Linked DNA regions of Gossypium hirsutum: region 2 is linked to region 1. Evidence: chromatin contacts called from public Hi-C data. All regions are on one chromosome and are shown on one strand. The core of a region is the stretch at or near the end of the contact, and the rest is flanking DNA. Distances in the headings are between cores, read along the strand shown.

Region 1 (4,845 bases), core at 923-3,422:
AATATGGTCTATCCGGATCTATACGAGTAAATTTAACATCAATTTAATACAATTCATACTCAATTCAGTCCAATTCACATCTCAGGCAAAATTATCATTTTGCCCCTAAACTTTTAATTAATGACAATTTCGTCCCTCGGCTCGAAAAATGAAATTCATGCATTTTAATCCTTATCCGAGGCCTAACCAAATTTTACATGTAACATTTACAGCCCATGTATTTAATAAAAATTTAGAATTTTCCATGAATTTTACAACTTTACAATTTAGTCCTAAAATCATAATTTCATCAAAATTTACTTTACAAAACTTGTTTATCTATCAACAACCTTTCATTTTATAACATAAATTCCAAAATTTCATTATTTACATCCATGGAAAAATTTTAATACTTTGATATCTTTACAAATTAATCCCCAAAATAGGTAGATTAAACTATCACGATCTCAAAATATAAAAATTACAAAAAACGGGACTTAAATGCTTACCTATTTTGGCCAAATAAATTTTCTCTTTCTTCCATTCTCCATAGCTAGGGTTTCCATGTTTTATTTGGAAAAGATGATGATAAAATGATGATATTTCTTTATTTTATTATTTTTCATCTTTATTTTTCATCTTTCCAATTTTGTCCTTTTCTTTAATTAATTTTCCATGGATGAATTATCATCCTTAACAACTAGGCATTTTTTAATCGTCTAATTACCATATAAGGACCTCAAATTTTGAATTCTATAGCTATTTAATCCTTTTAGTTATTAGAACTGAACTTTTGCACTTTGTACAATTTGGTCCTTTATCAAATTAGACATGTAATTGGTAAAATTTCTTTACGAAATTTTTATACGACATTACTATTGTACTGTAGACCATAAAATAATTTTAAAATAAATGTAATTTCTAGAATCAGATTTGTGGTCCCGAAACCACTGTTCTGATTTTTATCGAAAACGGGCTGTTACACTTTTCCAATTCGACTCAATAATTTTGGATTTCTTTCAATTTAGTCCCTATTGCTCAAAATCAATAATTTATTCCACAAATTAGTTCTTTTCCATTTCTAACTTAAAAATCTATCTATTTAATCCCTAATACTTAAATTATTCAACAATATCAACATCTAAAATCTTGAATAATACTAAAAATTACAATATGGGTTGGGTAGCCCTAGGTATCGGGATTCCAAAAATATAAAAATTATAAGAAAATGACTAAATTGCACTAACCAATTTAGATTTGAACCCTTAGGTCCCTTAGTCGTGCGCCCTTTTCTCTGTTTTCTTTCTTTTCTAATTTGCATGTAACAGAGAATGAAATCTTCTCTTTATTTTGTTATTATTATCATAACTATTATTATTTCTTATTATATAATATACATACATTTTATACTATTTATTTATCATAACATATATATACATATTAGGTTAGCTTAACATATATAATATATATACATGTCATAAACGTTCATTATGACCATCCACTTAAATGAAACAAAGGCATAATTGCTTCTTTAGTACCTTTAATTTATTTCAATTTATAATTTAACTTTTAACTAATATGCGATGTAGTCCATGTACCTTAACGACTCTTAATTTCATGACATTTACTAATCGAAAATTAATTCAATATTAAACTAGCCTCATAAACATTTAATAAAAATATTTACGGGTCTGATTTACGAGTACAAAGTCCCAAAAATATACTTGTCGACACCCCTGACTATCAGGTCGTTATAACCTTGGACGAAATCGTTCCCCCATAGTGTTGTTGCATGGGTCTGTATACCGAGTTTTTCAGGATCATTGTACAAGAGAAGTATTCTCCAGCTATCGGTGAAATGGTGGGGAATGTAATCAAAATTGATTTAATGACATATAAAGGAGCAAGGGGTTAGTTTGCCAAATTTGCAATTTAAATTGACTTAAGGAAGCCGCTCATTTCCAGGATAAGAATCGCTAGTAGGATCCATAGAGTGGAGTATGAATCTTTTCCAATAGTTTTTTTTGGTTGTCCCACATTTGGGCACTTGAAAGGAGATTGTCCTCAATCAAAGATAGTGGAGAATAAGGAGAAAGGATCGAGTGAAGCTGAGGATCCTGTTAGATTGGACCAATATGAAAACACTGGATCAATTCAAGAATGGATTGAAAATGAAAGGTTTGGCAAGTGGATGATTGTGGATTCCCAGAATCGTAGACCAAATAGGAGGACCGATGATGGATAAGAGAGTGGAAAAGGAAACAATCTTTTCGGATCTCAATTTAATATTTTTTCCAAAATAGGTGTCTCACAGGATGATAACAACGAGAATGGTGCAGCTATTTTTAATTTCAGGAAATATAAGGAACAAAGATAATTTACTTGTTAAATTATCAGGTGAGGGTCAAGAAAATCTCTCTGAATCTATTACAAAGATTATGAATGGGAGAAAATTTGATGGGGTAATAAAGGGAAGAATACTAAAGCTAAACGCCATAAAAAAAGGGTTGTGGCTATAAAAGGGTAGGTTGATAAGCAAGCTGTGGGTGGGCCAAGAATGGAGAATCAGGGTGGTGGTATTGAAAGTGGGGTCTGGGCTACCTAAATTTGGTACCAATGGTAACCAAGGAATATTGGATCGAAAATTTCACTCAGTTCATAATTTCAAAGAAAACCAGAATCGAAATTATTTAGTTGGTTTATCTCCTCTTATGGGAAATGAACTAGGCATCAAAAATCTTATTATTCATTCTGCACTCCCTCCTTTTTTGAAGGAAAATAGGAGTATGAGCTCTGAATCTACAGGAGATAGGGAAAATCTTGATGGCCTGGTTGACATGGTTCTTGTTTAACAGGTTATCTAAGGAATGGTGGATCGTTTAGAGGTGGAGGGTAGAGCTGCAGACATGCTAGAGGAGAACACGAAACTGATGGTGTTGGACTAGGCTGTTAATGGACAAATTTTGGGTCGACCATCTGGAGTGGTCCATAAGGGTGAAAGTGATGCGACACTCATAGATGATTCATTTGATGAGTAATAGTGGCTCGAATAATGCTACTGCTAGTTGTCTGGCTTTCTAGCAGGTATGCTCAGTTTGTGAGTTGAAGGATGTTTGATTTAAAGGTCCCAAATTCACTTGGAATAGAGGGAATATATTTGAACGCCTTGATAGAGCCTTACGCAATTCTCGTTGCGAGCTAATATTCCTGAATACTGCTATTTTTCATATGCTAAAAATCAAATCTAATCATCGCCTACTCTCGGTTTCATTTGGAACCAAAATAATAACAAATTCCCTTCGTCCTTTCTAGTTCCTAAGTGGTTGGTTGTCTCATAGCAATTTTAGTTCTATGGTTAATGAGAATTGGAATAGTGAGAGCTCGTTAAAAGATTCGGTTAAAAAGTTTATAGCAGCACTAAGAATGTGGAATAGGGATGTTTTTTGGCACATTTTGAAGAGGAAGAGGAATATAATGCACCAACTTGATGGCATCCAAAGAGTGTTGGAGAGGTTTCTATGTAAAAACCTTCTTAATCTTGAGAAATCTTTACGAGTTGAACTTGAAGGAATTATGGACTTAGAAGAGAGTCTTCTGTGACAAAAAGGTGCGAAGTGATTGGTTGATTTTTGGAGACCGAAACACCAGGTACTTCTATTGTAAGGCTAACTCAAGGAGGCGTTTTAATGAGATCAAAGTTCTAAGATAGTCTGATGGTGAGTAGTGTTATGATGAGGAAGTGTTGAAAGCCGAAACTATTCTTTTCTTTAAAAGGTTGTATATGATAGATGTGTCTAGTATGGGTTGATTTCCTATTCAGAACATGTTCTCCATTCTTGAACTGGGTTTATTGGATTACATTGGGCAAATTCCTTCTCGTCAAGAAGTTCATAATGCTCTCTTTGAGATGGCACCGTTTAAAGTACTAGGGGTAGATGAACTTCATACCCAATTTTATCAGAGCCAATAGAATATTATAGGAGAGTCGCTGGTGTGCATGGTTAAAAGGGTGTTTGAAGTAGGTAATGTTGAATCTTTTCTTAATAAAATGTTGATTGTGCTAATCCCCAAAGTAAGTTCTCTAGAGTCAATCTCTTGGTTCTGACCCATAAGCTCATGTACAGTGCCTTACAAGGTTCTAACAAAGGTAATTGTGAATTGCCTCAAACCTATCATGTCGTATTATATTGTAGCTAATCAAACTATCTTTGTTGGGGGAAAAATATTATGGATAACGTGATTATTACTCAAGAGGATGCTCATTAAATGCAACAAAAAAATGGGAAGAAAAGATGGATGGAAATCAAAATCGACATGGAGAAGGCTTATGATAGATTGAGATGGGAGTTTATTGAGGATACACTTTTAGATGCACAAATTCCTGAGACATTAGTTCATGTCATTATGTAATGTGTCACATATTCTTCCATGAAAATTTTGTGGAATGGGTGCTTCATAGATGAATTTCTCCCTTCAAGGGGTCTAAGGCTAGGGGATCCTATTTCTCCTTATATATTGTGTTAACTATGGAGAAGCTTAGCTAGGCTACTAAGTTGGCTATCACTAAATTTACCTGGAAGCCTATTTGGCTTGAAAGGGGAAGGCCTCTGATATCACATCTTTTTTTGTGGATGATCTAGTGAAGGAAACTGCTGCAGCCATGAAATTTTCCCTTTACCAATTCTGCTTGTTTTCAGCTTACAAAATGCAAAAAAAATAAAAAATTCATTTTTCAGCCAACATTAATAAGCTAGTTAGGGAGATGGTTAGTAAGGAGTTGGGTTTTTAGGAAGTGGATGACTTGGGGATCTATTTTAGAACGCCTTTGTTCCATAAGAGAGTCACTAAGAGTACGTTCAAATTTAT
Region 2 (4,731 bases), core at 194-2,693, 250 kb after region 1:
GGTATTGAGAAACTCAATTTAAACATGAATTCTTTTGCCTCTGTTTTTATTTATTTATTTATTTATTTATTTATTTATTTATTTATTTTTCTCTTTCCTCTCAAAAAAGCAAACCTCAACCGACTTGGTATGCATTTTTGCCATTAACACTCAATTATAATAAAAAGGAATTGTTCCAGAAAAGGAAGAAAAAAACATGAATAAAGAAAATAGATACAGTAATTTTACTTTTTTTTTATGCTATAAAGGTGGTAATGGTAGGATGAATTTATAGACGTATCCCAAAATTTCCTATATTTTTAATTTTTTGTTAGAAAATTTAGTCTATATATGTTGATGAGTGTGTAAAACAATCCATCCCATGAAATTACACTATTAAATATTTGTTTTGGTGTTCATATATAACTTTAGCACTCATCCTTTGCATATTAATCCACTTTACATATTTATTCAATTTTATCTTTACTTTTTTATTGAAAATAAATTAGAAAATGTTGAAATTAATGAGGCTAATAAGTCAAAAAGGTCTAATAACAAATAATAAAAAATCAATTGATCTTTTAAAATTATTAGAAATCATAAAAAATTATAATTTTTTTATTAAAAATAACAATACTCACCTATTAAAATTTGTTTTTTTTAAAAATTAATTGGGATTAGATTTCAAAAAGTACCATAGATTTTTTTTTTAAAATGTGCCATAAGTTTTTGTACAATCTCAAAAAATTAGAAATTTAGTCTTTGTATAGACTTTAGCTCTTACTGTTCAAATTTCAAAATTCATATCCAATTGTTAACATTATTTTTTTAAATTCAAGTTAATTACAAAATCATTCTTTTAATTACATAGCTACAAAAAAAATGTCATAACAACAAATTTAACAAAAAAAAAGTAACTTAACCGTTAGACTTAAATTTTGAGATCTAAAAAGTAGGACTAAATTTCATGAAATAGAAGTATATAGACTAAATTCCTAATTTTCGAAAGTACAGTGACTTATGACATATTTTAACCTTTTTTTATCTAATGGTTATAAGATTTTTGAAATCTAATCCCAATTTTTTCTTTAAAAAAATTAAAATTTAATGGGTCAATATTGTTAATTTTTATTTAAAAGTTTATAATTTTAAATTTTAAAATTTTTTAACTATCTTTATAAATTTTGTTTATAATTTTTATGATCTTTTAATGATTTTCAAAGAGCTTAATTGATTTCTTTAAAAAGAATTGTTACTAAGACATTTTTTTACCTTTTAACTTTATTAGTTTTAAAAAATTTTAATTTACTTTCAATAAAAGAGTAGGGAAAAAATTTAATAGTATAAATGCTAAGGGTTAAATTTGTTGTTAGACCTTATACAAAAACACTAAAACAAATATTTAATAAAAATACTGTTTTGTTCAGTAATTTAACATATACAAATTAATTTATCTATTTTTATATTAGAAGAACTAAAATGCAATCCATCGGGGATTTTGTGGTGGTTTTATGAAGTGGTAAATTTGAGGAGTAATGTGTGCACTATTTGAATGGCGGCTGAAACTGATCAAAGCTTCAGCACTAGAAAATCCTTGGATCGACATATAATAAAATCCTTTCACCTTAATTGCAATACAAAGGGTCTTCTCTCCTTCAAATTTTGCGGCAAAATCCCCTCTTAGCAGGGTAAGTCTTTATAGAATTATTATTATTATTATTTATTCAGTAAAGCCAAAACCGGAATCCCCATAGATTATATCGGTGTTGATGTGCTTACTCAACAAGGTGGCGCATCAAAGGGGGTCAGGTGAGTACGTCAGGTTTCCTCCGGCTGGAGATGGCGGTACTGAAGAACAACAAGATGGCTACTCCCATCAAATACAATCCCAACAGAACCAACCGATGATGATGCAGCAGCATGGAAACCGAGCACAAGCAACCCAGTTGTCTGGCCTGACGCATGGTGTTTCTGGACAAAGGGCTTCTGCTTACGGTGCTAACTTAGCTGGCATGGCCCCATCTAGTTTTGGCTACAGTGGCTCGGCCTCAGCTGCTTCACCTTCACCTTCTGCTTCCCCTTCTGGTTCTGGTTCCGGTTCCGGTTTCGGCTCTGGTCTCTGGATTGGTCAGAAACGAGGGCGTGAAGAAGAGGTCACTGCTCAATTCATTGAGTCTTTACCAAGGGTTCAAATAAATTTTGCTGGTTTTAGAGGCTCCATTGCTGATTCATCATCTGGTGCAACTATGGGTACTTACTTTTTCCATCCATTTCTTCAACTACTCTTTTTTTGCACACTGATTTTCATTATCTTTTGTCGTTTCCATTTAGTTAAAATATAGGCAATCGTTCCTGTTTTTCTTTCCTTACATTTTCTTACATAGATCATATAACCATAACCTATATATATAATTATACACATGCATACATACATACAGTACATATATTTTACTTTCTTACTATTAGTCTATTACCACTAATTTAATAAAAACCATTTTTAGTTGTCATTCATCACATAACTGTGTGTTCATTACTTTCTTTTTAATAAAACTATAATACAATATTGCATGTCTTCATCAAGTTATATTTGCCTTCAACTTCAAGGGCAAGGGGAAAGGAAGAAAATTTTTTAGGGTTTGGAATTAAATTATAAATTTTAAGATAATAAAAATGTAAGTTTATTATTTTAATAATTTATATATTTATAATTTATAAAGGATTAAATAAATTTTTTTATGATTTTTAATAAAGTTAAAGGTGCAATTTTATTTTATTAATTTAAAATTTTAAAAATTTTAAAAAATCTTAAATGGAAAAAGTTTCATTTTAAGGGCAGACGTCTGCGAACTCCCCTAAGTAAGCCCCTGCTTAACTTGGTGGTATTCAACTTTCAATTAATTAACTCTGGAGATTGGACAAACATTTGTAAACTCAAAGCTGCAATGAAACAGTTGATCAGTATTCAGCATGACCACCACCTTCATTAAGGATTCAACAATCTCTCAATCATCAACCTATATTTAACAATCTCTCAATCCATTATTTTAAATAGTTGCTGAAGAGGCTGCAAGCACTGTTGCACCACCAACTACATCAACAGAAACATCAGCAGCAGCCTATGAAGAAACCGCGGAGCTAAGGAGGAGATATAGAGGCGTTAGGCAAAGGCCGTGGGGAAAATGGGCAGCAGAAATACGTGATCCGCACAAAGCAGCAAGAGTTTGGCTTGGTACGTTTGATACAGCAGAAGCTGCTGCAAGAGCCTATGATGAAGCTGCCTTGAGATTCAGGGGAAACAGGGCCAAGTTAAATTTTCCGGAAAATGTCAGGCTTGTTCCTCAACAAATGCAGAATTTTCCTGGTACCCAAACATCGGTTTCTAGTTCTCTAACAACCCATTTTTCAGCTTCTGATTCTACTTCAATGCCAACATATTACGATTCCCAGCCTCTTCAGAGCTCTACAAATGATATGCTGAGAGACTATTGGCAGTACTCTCAGTTGCTACAGAATTCTGGTGATTTGCATGGACAACAAGCTACAAGCTTGGTAGACCAAATGATTCAATATTCTCAGTTTGCTAATATCCAGCAGCCAATGGTGTCGTCGTCTTTTCCATCTTTGCCGGCTTCTTTTGCGGCTTCTGGGTCATCATCATCATCTTCCTCTGCTTCTTTTCCTCTGCTTTTTGCTGAGCACCAACAAATGAGCATTTTCAGGCAACCCTCTGATCGAACTCCGGCAAGTGAGTCAGATTTTCCGGTGCCGCCGTGGTCTTGTCCTTCATCCTCTGGTTAATAATAGTAATCTCATTTTTTATATATAAATATTTTTGAAAAAATTAGAACATGTTTTCCCTTCTTATTTTATTATATTTTTTTGTTCAACTTATATTTTCGTGTAGTATAAAGTAAATAGGGGATAAAAACACAAGGATCTAGGATTTTATGTAACTTAAAATGTTAGAAGCCGAAGATTCATTAATGATGTACTTCGTTGTTTTCTATTAAAGAAGAAATCTTGTTGTGCTTGATAATTATATCTCGCTTTCCGCCTCCTCGCGTTCTTTAAGAAAAATCCTCTCGACTCTCGAGTAGGCCTTTTACTATTTGTTTGAATGGAGGCCTAAAAACGTTGTTTATGCAGGCAATATGCATCTTAGAGTTGACTTACTCATGTCTATTTCTGGGAAGTTGAAATATGGTGGATTGGTTAAAATTAGAATTGAAGAGATTACGTCTCATGGCGAATATTCATATTCTTCCATCACAACTGATCCTAAGTTCATATCAGAAAAGAGAATGAAGGAAAAATAGGTACGGTTGAGACTTGGGAGAGCGGAGAAAAGAGAGAGAACACATTAAGGACCTCAGTGTTTGACTCGACTTGCAGCATTGGCAGGCAGCTATCCAATCACGTCACAACTTGGACATCGCTTTACTATCACAAACCTCCCACCATAAAAAAAATGTCTTTTCCCTGTTCCAACGCCATACCCACGACCATGTCAAATAGTAGGAATTGTTGGTTAAAGATGTGTCTCGTAGTAATTTACTCTTATTTATGGTGTAGGAGTTGTTTAATAAAATTGATTTGAAACATTAATAAATTTTTTACCGTGTTGAAATTTTTAAACAAATCATTCACTTAAGATCAAGGCTTAATATAAAAAATTTCCTCTAAATTGTACCCATTTTCACAAATAAATACCCACTACTTCTTCTTCTTCTTCTTTTTCTTCTTTTCTATTAA

The links. A called contact is a pair of places that touch in the nucleus more often than the background predicts.
Region 2: a contact with region 1 is called in a Hi-C map of hypocotyl, with 2.2 times the contacts expected there. The contact joins the promoter of LOC107889672 here to the enhancer-like site in region 1. A contact is called at or near these places in 6 of 34 Hi-C or Micro-C datasets (callus, hypocotyl, leaf and 1 more).

The regions. Positions count from the first base shown.
Region 1 is chrA06:54,689,244-54,694,088 of Gossypium_hirsutum_v2.1, forward strand. No RefSeq gene overlaps it. Among protein-coding and RNA genes, the nearest start is that of LOC121231368, 42 kb to the right of the region's middle. Within about 2 kb of position 2,173, at least 6 of the 9 cell types and tissues checked have an H3K27ac peak or open chromatin away from gene starts, as enhancers often do.
Region 2 is chrA06:54,941,810-54,946,540 of Gossypium_hirsutum_v2.1, forward strand. LOC107889672 (ethylene-responsive transcription factor ABR1) reads left to right here and starts at 1,444. Exons shown (of 2, transcript XM_016814194.2): 1 at 1,444-2,229; 2 at 3,032-4,018. The coding sequence starts at 1,749. The coding sequence ends at 3,777.